4 separate regions of the Mus musculus genome follow, and regions 2, 3 and 4 are each linked to region 1. Evidence: chromatin contacts called from public HiCAR-type and HiChIP or PLAC-seq data. All regions are on one chromosome and are shown on one strand. The core of a region is the stretch at or near the end of the contact, and the rest is flanking DNA. Distances in the headings are between cores, read along the strand shown. Region 1 holds the start of Lnpk (lunapark, ER junction formation factor). Region 2 has its middle 49 kb from the start of Gm31472. Region 3 has its middle 86 kb from the start of Gm31472. Region 4 overlaps Atf2 (activating transcription factor 2).

What was found. HiCAR-type assays count read pairs that join an accessible place to other places. HiChIP or PLAC-seq counts read pairs in DNA pulled down with a chosen protein or histone mark.
Region 2: a contact with region 1 is called in a HiCAR-type map of astrocytes, with 6 times the contacts expected there. The contact joins the enhancer-like site here to the promoter of Lnpk in region 1. A contact is called at or near these places in 3 of 39 promoter capture datasets (cranial neural crest, hippocampal neurons and neural stem cells) and 15 of 115 datasets of contacts at active chromatin or transcription factors (acute myeloid leukemia, astrocytes, embryonic basal ganglia and 8 more).
Region 3: an H3K4me3 HiChIP or PLAC-seq map of embryonic basal ganglia shows a contact between it and region 1, with 8 times the contacts expected there. The contact joins the enhancer-like site here to the promoter of Lnpk in region 1. A contact is called at or near these places in 13 of 39 promoter capture datasets (the 3T3-L1 cell line, Sertoli cells, cranial neural crest and 8 more), 8 of 484 Hi-C or Micro-C datasets (cerebellar granule neurons, cerebellum, embryonic fibroblasts and 4 more), 21 of 115 datasets of contacts at active chromatin or transcription factors (the SCID.adh cell line, acute myeloid leukemia, astrocytes and 14 more) and 2 of 9 other capture datasets (embryonic stem cells and pancreatic islet).
Region 4: an H3K27ac HiChIP or PLAC-seq map of embryonic stem cells shows a contact between it and region 1, with 3 times the contacts expected there. The contact joins the enhancer-like site here to the promoter of Lnpk in region 1. A contact is called at or near these places in 1 of 39 promoter capture datasets (HPC-7-derived erythroid cells), 2 of 115 datasets of contacts at active chromatin or transcription factors (the 230-238 cell line and embryonic stem cells) and 1 of 9 other capture datasets (liver).

Annotation. Positions count from the first base shown.
Region 1 is chr2:74,577,531-74,580,230 of GRCm38.p6, reverse strand. Lnpk (lunapark, ER junction formation factor) reads left to right here and starts at 1,283. Exons shown (of 13, transcript NM_027133.3): 1 at 1,283-1,412. 4930445N08Rik (RIKEN cDNA 4930445N08 gene) reads right to left here and starts at 1,187. Exons shown (of 2, transcript NR_166470.1): 1 at 1,107-1,187.
Region 2 is chr2:74,026,541-74,029,240 of GRCm38.p6, reverse strand. No RefSeq gene overlaps it. Among named protein-coding and RNA genes, the nearest start is that of Gm31472, 49 kb to the right of the region's middle. Within about 2 kb of position 1,325, at least 6 of the 459 cell types and tissues checked have an H3K27ac peak or open chromatin away from gene starts, as enhancers often do.
Region 3 is chr2:74,062,658-74,065,357 of GRCm38.p6, reverse strand. No RefSeq gene overlaps it. Among named protein-coding and RNA genes, the nearest start is that of Gm31472, 86 kb to the right of the region's middle. Within about 2 kb of position 1,382, at least 20 of the 459 cell types and tissues checked have an H3K27ac peak or open chromatin away from gene starts, as enhancers often do. A contact at or near this core is called in cerebellar granule neurons, cerebellum, embryonic basal ganglia and 2 more, where this site is marked.
Region 4 is chr2:73,858,887-73,861,586 of GRCm38.p6, reverse strand. The region is part of intron 5 of Atf2 (activating transcription factor 2); the gene reads left to right. Among named protein-coding and RNA genes, the nearest start is that of Gm10822, 32 kb to the left of the region's middle. Within about 2 kb of position 1,291, at least 41 of the 459 cell types and tissues checked have an H3K27ac peak or open chromatin away from gene starts, as enhancers often do. A contact at or near this core is called in embryonic stem cells, where this site is marked.

The DNA.
Region 1 (2,700 bases), core at 34-2,533:
AACAAAACAAAACACAACAACAACAACAAAAACAAACAAAACTTTCCTGTTCCCTTTAGGAAAGATCTGAGACAAGAGGCAGCACGAGTTTTATGTTCTTAGAAACTACCAAGGCTGGGAAATAAAATGGCTAATTTTCCAAATAAAAACTGGTGAAATGTCTGTTTACTTTCTTCCACATTGGTGAGGCGATACATGGCACACTAAAGTTTAGCTCTCTCCTATTCTTTTAAGTTTACAAAGCTGTAACTGAAGATCTTAGAATTTAGGGGATTATCTTACAAAGTAGATACTATGTCTATGCCTTCTTCTCTGCTGGTGTTGTCAGTGTAAACATAGCATATTATTATATCTATTGCACTTTGAAAATCAGAAACATTTTCTTCCTTAACTAAAGAAGAAAAACCCGTAAAAGTGATTGAACACAGAACATAAAAGCTTTTGTTGAAGTTTCCCTCCTAATTTTGCCTATGGAGCGCCCCCACCCCTCCCATTGAAGTTTTGTTATTGATACTTGCAGTTGACTGGAATACAGCCTTCTTTAGGTCGTTTTCAATTCTTAGGGAAATACAGCACTACTGTTTAAGGGGCCCCAGTTATTCAGAGGTTTTGGAGATTGTTAAGAGTGTAATTTTGGAAAGCTCAGCCTTTGTTGCTACCCCTTAGCTTGAAAAGACCATCCTTATCATTTCAAGTTCTTCTCATGCTGGTGAGATAAGCGCGTAGTCATGAAAGGACCCTTTTTGACGTCCAAGAGCAACAGAAACAAGCCTAAAGCCCTCATGGGGTATGGCCAGGAGGTGTTATGTATGATGTCTGTCTGTCTCTCTCCACTTGCTTGGCTGGGATGGCTTCTGAGCTATGCAATGTAAACTTTTTTGCTGCCTTCTGGATGACAGCTGATCTGGGATCTCAGGTACCCTCTCTTTTCCAGACACACAGGTCTCGACCTTCAACGTCCCTCCCCTTTGTCCTCCCCACTCTTCTCTCGCTCAGAAGGTCTGGGACAATCAGGATCAGTTTCTTTTCTTGGCGAGACTGGGGCGTGGGAGTTGTTCATGAGAAAAGGAGGCAGAACTAGTAAGAGTCAGTCGGAACCGCCCTACCCTGTGGTGCCCCGAGGACCGACAGCCTACACTAGCGCGGAGGATACTCAGCCTAAATCCTCCTGCCACACCCGCCGCTCTGAGGCACCAACGGCTGGGCCGGCCGGATCACGTGATGGGGGAGCGGCGCGCGCCGGCTGCAGCGCCCATTGGCTGGCGGCAGGAGCGCGGGGTTTGATGGGAAGGCATTGGCCGGGCCCAGCGCTCTATCTGTAGGTGCTGCTGCCTGCTCCAGAGGCTCTACGCGGTGGCGACCCAGGCTTCCCCGAGTGGACGCCCAGGCCGAGCGGCGCCCGCTTTTCTCAGGTAGGACTGTGAAGGGAGGGCCGCGTAGACGGAGGCGCTCCGGACAGCGGGAACCAGTCTCCGGGTTCCTCGGCGCGCCGGCCCGGGTGCCTCCGCCCCTGCCAAGTGGCCTAGAGCTTGGTGGCGGCTGGGGAACACGCCGCGGGGCTGCTGCCCTCCGTACACTGTTGCCGCCTTCTCTCGTGGATCGCCCTGAACAGCGGCCCGAGCGGCTCCGGAGCGCACGAGACCCGGCTCTGCCTCCCCTGAGGCCGGTGTTCTTTCCGGGTATGTTCTCAGGGATTCCGCGCAGTGGCTGTTTAGAGCCCGAGCCCTTGGGCCCCCCCTGTGTTAAGAAGTGTCAGAAGGTCCCAGAGAGCACATCCCTAGCTGAAATATCCACCCTGAGAGCCCCGATCACCTCCGCGTCCACCTGAGCTGGCACGACGGGAAGGTCTGAAAACTGTCAGTGTCATGCTGCTCCGTCCGCGTGTGGGCGTGGATTGTGAGCGACTTAGAGGAGCTGCTCCACAACCATTGTCCTTACTTATTGGAGGGACAGCGACCAGTCTGAGGGGTGGGGTAGGACGAAGGTGCGTGGTGACAGGAGCGACCCGGGAAAAGCAACTCCAAGGGGCATCAGTAGGTTTAATTCTTTGATGGTGTGTTTGCGGACGGAGAGTTCGGATTGGTGAATTTATTTCTGCGTGCAGTTTTAAGCAACACCTGCGACTCACTGAGTTTTCAGTGTTCTGTTCTTACTTTTTGGTTTCTGGTTTGTGGTGCTTAGAGCCTATTGTTTTCTGTCTCTGTGGCCTCAGTCTTAGCGTTGACAACATTGTCTAGAGGTGTGATGGATGTGAGTAAATTTAGTTACAGGCATATATATGTTCAAGCTGGCAGGCAGGGCTAATACCTAGTTCCCAAAGGTCTCCATAGTGCCTTCTTAGAAGAACAAAGTTGATTTCGAATACGAACCTTAAGCAAGAGTGGTTCATTTAAAAGTGAAGTTTTAAAAAGTTCCTTGACATCTATTGGGGTCACCATAGTAATGATGTTAATAAATGTTTATGGTGTTTATATGTTGGAAGAATGCTTGGATAGGTGACTCTAATAAAGGTATGAGTTCATATAGAAATCTCCCTGTCAGTCTTTTTTATTTTTAATTTTTATATTTATTTATTTTGTGGTGGTCATCTCATATTAAAAGTGCTTTTAGAAGTGTGCTTACCATTTTTTTTTTTTTTTTTTTTGGGCAATAAACCTGGTGTAAGATATTTCAGAGTTGCCTATTTGGACATTTGAAAGC
Region 2 (2,700 bases), core at 76-2,575, 550 kb after region 1:
AGGATCTGCATTCAACCCCCTGTGTGGACATGGCTCTCAACTATCAGTAAGCATAGTCCCAAAGGGAATTCCATGCCCTCTTCTAGCCTCTTCAGGCACTGTGTACACACTGCACAGACATACATATGGGCAAAACATCCATACACTTAAAACAAAAACAAAAAAATCAAGAAGAATCTCAAGAATAAAATAATAATAATAATAACAATAATAATAATAATACAATGAATTGTAGGGCCTACCTTTTAATGCTAGGCAAACCTTGTAGTAGTGGAATAAACTTCATTTCGTGAACTATTTCTAAAAAGAAAGACCTTTCCTTTGAAGAGGATTAAATGAACACAATCTGTGAGCACAGAAGCAAGTTCACAATAGATGTATTTGAGTAGCAAAGCAGCTGTTCTGCTCTGCTTAGCATGGTGGTAAGCGTCAGTATTTAAAACGGGACGGTGGAATTATCCCTAATGTAAAGCTCTGGCCTGCACCCTGGCTTTTCTTGGCTGAGTGGCCTTATGCCAGTTACATGAGCTCTGCAGGCCGTTACTTACAAATCCCTGCAATAGAGAGATCCAGCCCTGGCCCCATATCTCCCAATGCCCCCACTGTCTTGGTAAGGATCATATGGTATAAAATATGCAACTGTGACAGCTATTGGGACCAAATCAGGATGGCCAGGGTTGGCTCCTCTTCTCCTTCCACCCCTGCAGCCCCCTTTCCTTTCCTGATCCAGGAGACAAGAAAGCACCCGGCTTGGTTGGTGGAAGCAGATGGATTGACGGACCTGAGGATACTGGATAATCTCCCTCAGTCATGTGAGGGGCTTGGCCTCAGCATGACAGAGTTCCTGGCGTGTGGCTGTGCCAACAACCTTAGGTCCACATTTACAGGTAGGGAATGGAGAGTGATCTATGATCTTTCTTTCACCCAAATAGCATAAATAAAAGGAAATCAGACACATACATAGAAACGGGGAAGTCATCCATCCGTATGTCTTTTTATCCAAAGAAAAGTGGTACCATTTACAAAGTGAAAGCAAAATTATGTTTTAAATGTCCAGTGGTGGTGAGAGATTCTGCATTCAGCTCAGTGTGGCCCAACATAAAGCAGGCTGCAGCGGGAGCACGCAGTCTATGCACCCAGAAGCCAGCCCATGGACAGGAGAGGGGGAAACACCTCCGTTCTATCTCCCCTTCCCATTCCCCAGCCCACTTCCAAAAAAGAAAGATGTTTTTAAATATACAAGGCTGGAATCCCCTGTTTCCTGCTTATCGCTGGTTAACAGCAAGGCCTTAACTCAGGGGGCAGGCTGCCATCTACTGGGCCACCAACATCCCTGGATGCTTTTGTTAGCCTTTAGAGGGCTCTCCTTAAAATCCTGCTGTGGCTTGAAGCTGCTTTGTTAAGCAACAGCAACAATAAGGAAGACCCGAAGCCAAGCTACCACAGTCCCTTAAAAGCAGCAGCATGAATTAATCATATGGCGCAGCAAAACATCCATGCTTTCAGCTTCAGAAACCTCGCAGATTCAAAGGGAACAAGAAATCGTTCTCCAGAACTCTGCTCTTCTGTTGTTTTCGAAGGACGGAGTGTTTTAATAGTCAGTAAGTGCCACTAAGTGCTCCCTGGACAGCCCTAATCTAGCCATTTCCTCCCTGCCTTTGACTCCATAAATCCTTAGACTGATATATTGGCCAGCACTCCTCAGGAGGACCCCTTGGATTCGATTGGTTTGCATTCGATTGGCCACAGATAGTTGCCGTGCACCCCACTCTGAAAGGCCTAATTTTATTGAAGCTATTGTGAGGGCATAGAAGCATTCTACACTTAGGCTGATGTTGGTAAGACCAACATCAACCACAAACCCTCTTTCATTTGTTTTTTCCTTCCTTTTTTTCAATTCGGCACTTTAAACACACCACCTGTCCTCCATGCCAGCCTGCCGTGTCTGACTCCAAATAGTTCTGCACCTTTGAAGGAATCACTACACATTTTGTCTCAGGTTCTGTTTGTTTTGTCACTTATAAATCAGGAAAAAAAATCCCTACTATGCAGCAAAGCTCTAAGAAAGGCCCTTCCCCTCTAAGTGCACAACTCACAACTCGTCTATGATATGCCCTATCTCCTACTTTGAGTCCCCCAACAATCCATCAGTGAGGTGGAGACCTTTGCCCCAAAGAAGAGAGAAGATATTATTGTATGGTTGCCCATGGACTCAGCACAGGAGGCAAAACTCAGACCCCAAACTCCCAGTCTGAGCAATGTCGTCTCTGCTTCCTTCAGTTGCTTGTCTTAAGAAGAAGAACAAATAGACTGCAATACTCTCAGGAAGAACAAAGCTATCTTCGAACGCTATGGAGAACGAGCATTCCCCACTGAAACGTCAATTTGGAAAAACTGCTCTCCTACAAATACATATGGTATTTTGAGATATATAGATATAGATAGGTACAATATTTGCCTATGTTACCATAGGCAGGCAAACGCAGATAGGTAGTTGATGGATGAATGGAAAAATGATAGATAGATGATAGATAGATAGATAGATAGATAGATAGATAGATAGATAGATAGATTTTTTTCTCTGTTTAAGAACACTGTCAGATTGAGAACAAGACACACTATGTTGGCTCTTTCCATCTCAGACTTTCCCCTGCATGTTTGCAGATTGCTTAATTACTTCATTGGGCTTTGGAACTCATA
Region 3 (2,700 bases), core at 133-2,632, 510 kb after region 1:
GCCATTCACAAGGTTGAGGCTTGCAGGGAGGGTGGCCATGGTCCCGTGAGGTGTGAGCTCTCCCTCATCTTTCCCTCTCTAAGGCTCCCTAATAGACACAGCACAGATCAATGCATTCTTGACATAAAATAGGTTGGGGAGAATTTTTCAGTGGTCAGAAAGCCACTAAGTTAGTGGTGTTGACACCATAGAAGAAAACTCTTGAGTTCTATCCTGCCTTCTCCAAGGCCTCTGTCAGTACCTTTCCTGAATGGGGTTTTTGTTTTGTTTTTAAGCGATCTTCTTGACATCCAGGCACCATCTTCAACTGCAGGAGTTGGCAGATGACTCTAAAACAGAGCACAGGACAGCATCCTGAAGCATCTCCATGGGCCCTGCAGGAATGCCCAGCAAAGAACATTCCTGGAAGGTACACGCGGAGACAGCTAAGCCTCTCATGGAAGTCAGATACACCATCCAGTTGCCACACACATTCTAGCCTCTTTGCTTTTTTACACAGCTCTAAAAGTGTCAGGAGGAGGACCCTGAACTGTCAATGTTCCTGTAAACTTTCATAAGAAAGAGAGATTATTTTACAAATAGACTAAAATAAAAGGACTAAAAGACCAAAAGTTTAACGGACAGAATGATGGCACTTCTGCCACAGGCTCGTCCTGTAACCCCTTTCTTCTTCGGTTCGCCTCAGCTATGGCATGAGCACTGTGACCCCTCCCTGCCAGGGCCATACACGAGGATCAAGCACGATGACATGTGTGAAAGTGCTTTGAAAAGCGACTGGTCCGGCTCCTGTGTGGCACTATGATTATCCTTACTAATGTCAGCTAGTGCCAGAGCTGTTCACGGCTATTAGCAAAATCCAATTCCTTTTGTTTGAGTTTTGCCTGTAGAAAGCAATAAAGTGGAATAACTACCCATTAGTCAGTAGTCTACATTCACCAGAACAGCTGAAGCACCAAATATTTTTTCCCTAAAAGCAGAATGCTAAACCCGTGTTATCTTGGGAGATGGTGGGGGGGGGGGGCGCGTAGAAGGAGTGTTGCTGAGTCAAAATGGAGAGTAGATTGGGAAAATGCAGCTGGAGGTTGGAGGAAACAATCTAAGAGGCTTCTTTTCCCTTCTGAGAAAGAGCCGAATCTACATCTCAGATAAGAGTCAGAAAGAAAGGTTAGCTGCAACGCAGGTCCGCCATTGGTCAGCATTACGGGCTAGAAAACGTAGTGCAATCCATTCTCCTCTGCCATGCAGTTCTGAATAATAGCAATTTGCCCACCAGCTAACCACCTCAGCACAAACCCTGGCAGGCTCCTGCTGAGTCTCCGAAAGCCTACTTGTCTGCAAGCGCACAGTGTACAGAGAACAACCCAACAAAGCTCGGTGCCACTGCAATGCAAACAGTCCTCAGGTCCTGCTGTGACTTGGCACACCCCGCTGGACAGCTGGAGACCGGAGAAGAGAGGCCGCTGCCAGGAACACGTGACAAGGGATTTTCAAGCAATTTTCCGGACCCCGGCAGTCTTACCAGCTTTACTATTTCATGTGCTATCAGCTACGTACAGATAGATTACGGTGCGGTGTATTCTCTATTTATACCTGATGTGAGACACAATAATAAAACACTCCAACACCTTCCCAATCCCATTTGTGAGCTGAAGCAAGAAAAAAAAAATAGGGAGACAATTTGCCACAAAAGCCTTGTGTTATGCCTAATATAATTTTGGAAATCAGCTATTGCCCCAAACAACATTTTATTACATGCATCAAAAAGATTTAGCTTGCTAAGGGTCACATAAGTGTACTCAGAATGTGTTTCAAAGCCGAGAGACACTAGAGAGAGCCAGTTTATTATACAGCGCCTTCCTTCCCCCACCCCGAAGATTGCTTGCAATGAAATGCTACCAGGGATCATTAAAAAAAGATTGCTCATTTTATGTAGCTCAAATCTCTGGAATGGTAGTTAGCTGAAATCCAGTGGCAAGAACGTGTGGAAGACAATGCCAAGAGATAAACAAGAGTAAGTTAAATCAGGAAGACAGGCTCAGCAGCAATTAGTCTAATGTAATATCATTTTTAATGTAAAGAAGCTACATTTCCTAATTTCCCCTAAAAGCCCTGGGTGCTGAATGGGTTATAATAAATGCACACAATAAAAAAAACAGGTACACTCATCTTATAAAGCAGCCTATTAACCAGAGTGCTAGTGCTGCAAAATCCGATACACAGTAAACAATGCTCTTCCTGTTCAAATAACGATGCATAGTTTATGCTTTTATACCATTTAGCACTGGGGACCACATCCATTTACCAAAATAATACCAAATTAGTACTGTAAATATTGAAATCAGACCTTTCAGGCCAACCAGTGGCCTAATTTTCTCTTCAATCTGCTCTTAATCTCAATTCATCAATAACACTACCTTATTATCGGACTTTGACAGCAAGCTAAGGCTTTTGATAAATGATACATCTCAGGCCAGATTTAAAATTTGAATCTCCAGTGCTAATTATCTGTACAGGCCTAGTTAATAACGAGATTTCTTGTTAAGTATCTGATCACAGCATGGGCATCATTTGTCAAGATCCTCAAGTCTACCTTAGAGACCGACTCTTCGAATCCTCCCTTGCCTACCATATGTAAAACTGGGATCTTTGTTTCTATAATAACCTTTTATTAGGAAGCTGACATAATGATTAAGTTCTCTG
Region 4 (2,700 bases), core at 42-2,541, 720 kb after region 1:
TCAAATCCCCCAGGAACAAGAGTGACAGATGGTTAGTCACCATGAGGGTGCTGGTAGCAGAACCTGGATTCTCTGGAAGAGCATCAAGTGTTATTAATCACTGAGAGTTTTTTTTTAGCCCCTTGTTTACTTCTTATTTATCATTATTGTAGGAGGTACATGTGTCATGTACATGTGTGGAAGTTAGGACATAGGACTTGGTATCTTTTTCTAACTACCTGCATGTGCTTTCTGAGAATGGAATTCATTTCATAGCAAGTTCCTTTATTTCCCCTGCCCAGATGCCATTTAAAGTAGCTTGGTGAGGAAATGTTTCTGGTCGTGTGACAGTTGGATCAAATTTGACAATTGGACAAATAAAAAAAAGAAACTACATATTTCTATTGTGGCTGAAGTATAAAATGATTAATGAGGAGCTCAGAGAGATAGGGAAAAAAATCTTTTTTTTTTAAAGATTATTTTATGTATATGGGTACACTGTAGCTGAACAGATGGTTGTGAGCCTTCATGTGGTTGTTGGGAAATGAATTTTTAGGACCTCTGCTTGCTCTGGTCGACTGTGCTTGCTCAGTCCCTGCTTGCTCCGGGCCAAAGAATTTTTTATTATGATACATAAGTATATTGTAGCTGTCTTCAGGTGCACGGGTGTTAGATCTCATTACCAGTGGTTGTGAGCCACCATGTGGTTGTTTGAACTAAGGACCTTCAGAAGAACAGTCAGTGCTCTTAACCACTGGGCCATCTTGCCAGCCCCTGGAAAAAATCTTAACTGTAGAATGTATGTTGGTTTATTCACAGAGCAATATGAAGCAAGAAAACTAGAAGATAATAATGGTCAAAATGAAAGATGGACGCACAAGAAATAGACTTTTATATCTGATTTGGAGCTGTAGTTTACACACATTTTTTAAAAGTTAAGAGTAAAAAGTAAAACCTTAAATTCTTTGAAACTAAAATTTAGAGTATGATTTTCATTCCCACTGACTAGATTTACTCTCTGGTAAACCAAATTTACTTTTTAGGATTTGGTACAAAGTTAAAGAAGAGATATGGGTAGTAATTGACTTCGTGTGCTTATCTGTGGGTGGGCACCTGCATGTCATGGTGCACATTTGGAGGTCAGAGGACAGTTTATAGGAGTCAGGCTCTTCTAGCATATGCTGTCAGACTTGGCAGCAAAGACTTTTCCCTGGTGACTCATAATGTTAGAAGCTTTTACTCCATGCTCAGTTAACCCTGTTTCTTAGAGCCTGTATATCAAGGGAAGTATAAAACAAGACAGTATTGAAAGGGAAGGCGGAAGCTAGAGCAAAACTTAACTACTCACATCAAAGAATGCAGACACACCCAGTCCCCTTCAAGGTCATACCCCAAATGGCTGAGGGACCTCTCCAGGCCCACGTATGACTCAGGCTCCACCATTTCCAATGCTAACACCCTGAGAAGAATCCTTTGGATTTTTTTAGGGATATTGGAACTCTAAACCATAACTACAGATAACGCATTGCTTCTAGAAGCAGTCTTTGGAAAGTAACCAGCTTTGCCATATTGTTCAATAAGTCATTCTTGGAAACGGCCTCAAAAAAAGCCCTAACTTTTTTTCTGCTTAAAATAGAATGGCTGCTCTTATTTTGTGTGTGATCCCTTCTTAATATACACTTTTTAAAAATTAGAAGTATTACTTTTAGTTACATGTATATGTGTCGGGGGTGGGGAGATTGGGTTGGGTTGTTAGTACATTGTCCTTGGAAGCAAAAAAAAAACCTGCATTGGGTTCCCTGGAGCTGGAGTGAGAGACAGTTTAACCCATCCAACCTGCTAGGAACCAAACTCAGTCTTCCCCAAGAGCATTAAGCACTTTTAATTTTTTTTTTAATTTTATGTATATTAGTGGATTGTCTGTGAACCACTTGTATGCCTTCTTCAATGAGGTCAGAAGAAGCAACTGTGGTTATAGATGGTTGTAATCTGCCACATGAATGATGAGAATCAAACTTGGGTTTTTTGCAAGTATATCAAGTGTTCTTTACAACTGAGCCATCTCTTCAGCCCCAGCATTAAATACTTTTAAACTATAAGCTATCTCTACCCCACACCCAGTTTTAGACATGATCTTAATTCCATACATATATAACCAACCTTGCCTGGGCTCACTCTATAGACTACTAGACTGGCTTCAAAGTCAACAGAGATCCACTTACCTCTGCCTCCTAAGTGTTGGGATTAAAGGTGTGTGCCATCATACCTGCAGTACTAACACATGAGATTTTTAAAAAGTCTTTTTAAAAAAGAATTAATTTATATATTTTTATGTGTATTATGTATGTGCTTGCTTGAGATTATGTGCAACATGTACATGCTGCAGTCTTAGAAACCAAAAGATATCCTGGAACTGAGTGAGTTTGTTTTGTTTTGTTTTTTTGTCTTCTTTTGTTTTAAATAAAAAGCAATGTATTTAAGTTTGTTTAAGTAGAAGAAAAAGAGTCAGTAGCTAAAAATTAGAATATATGTTTGTATGTGTACCATAAGAAATTATTTAAGAGAATTTCCTAACATTAAATTTATAGTATTTGTTAGTAAGTTATGCATTTGAGCCTCTATGCATGGCTAAGCATGGTTTTAAGTTGTTGTGTTCTACTAGAGCTTGTCCTATCATTTGCTCCTTTTTCTATTATGATCTCTGAAATTAATTTTAGTATT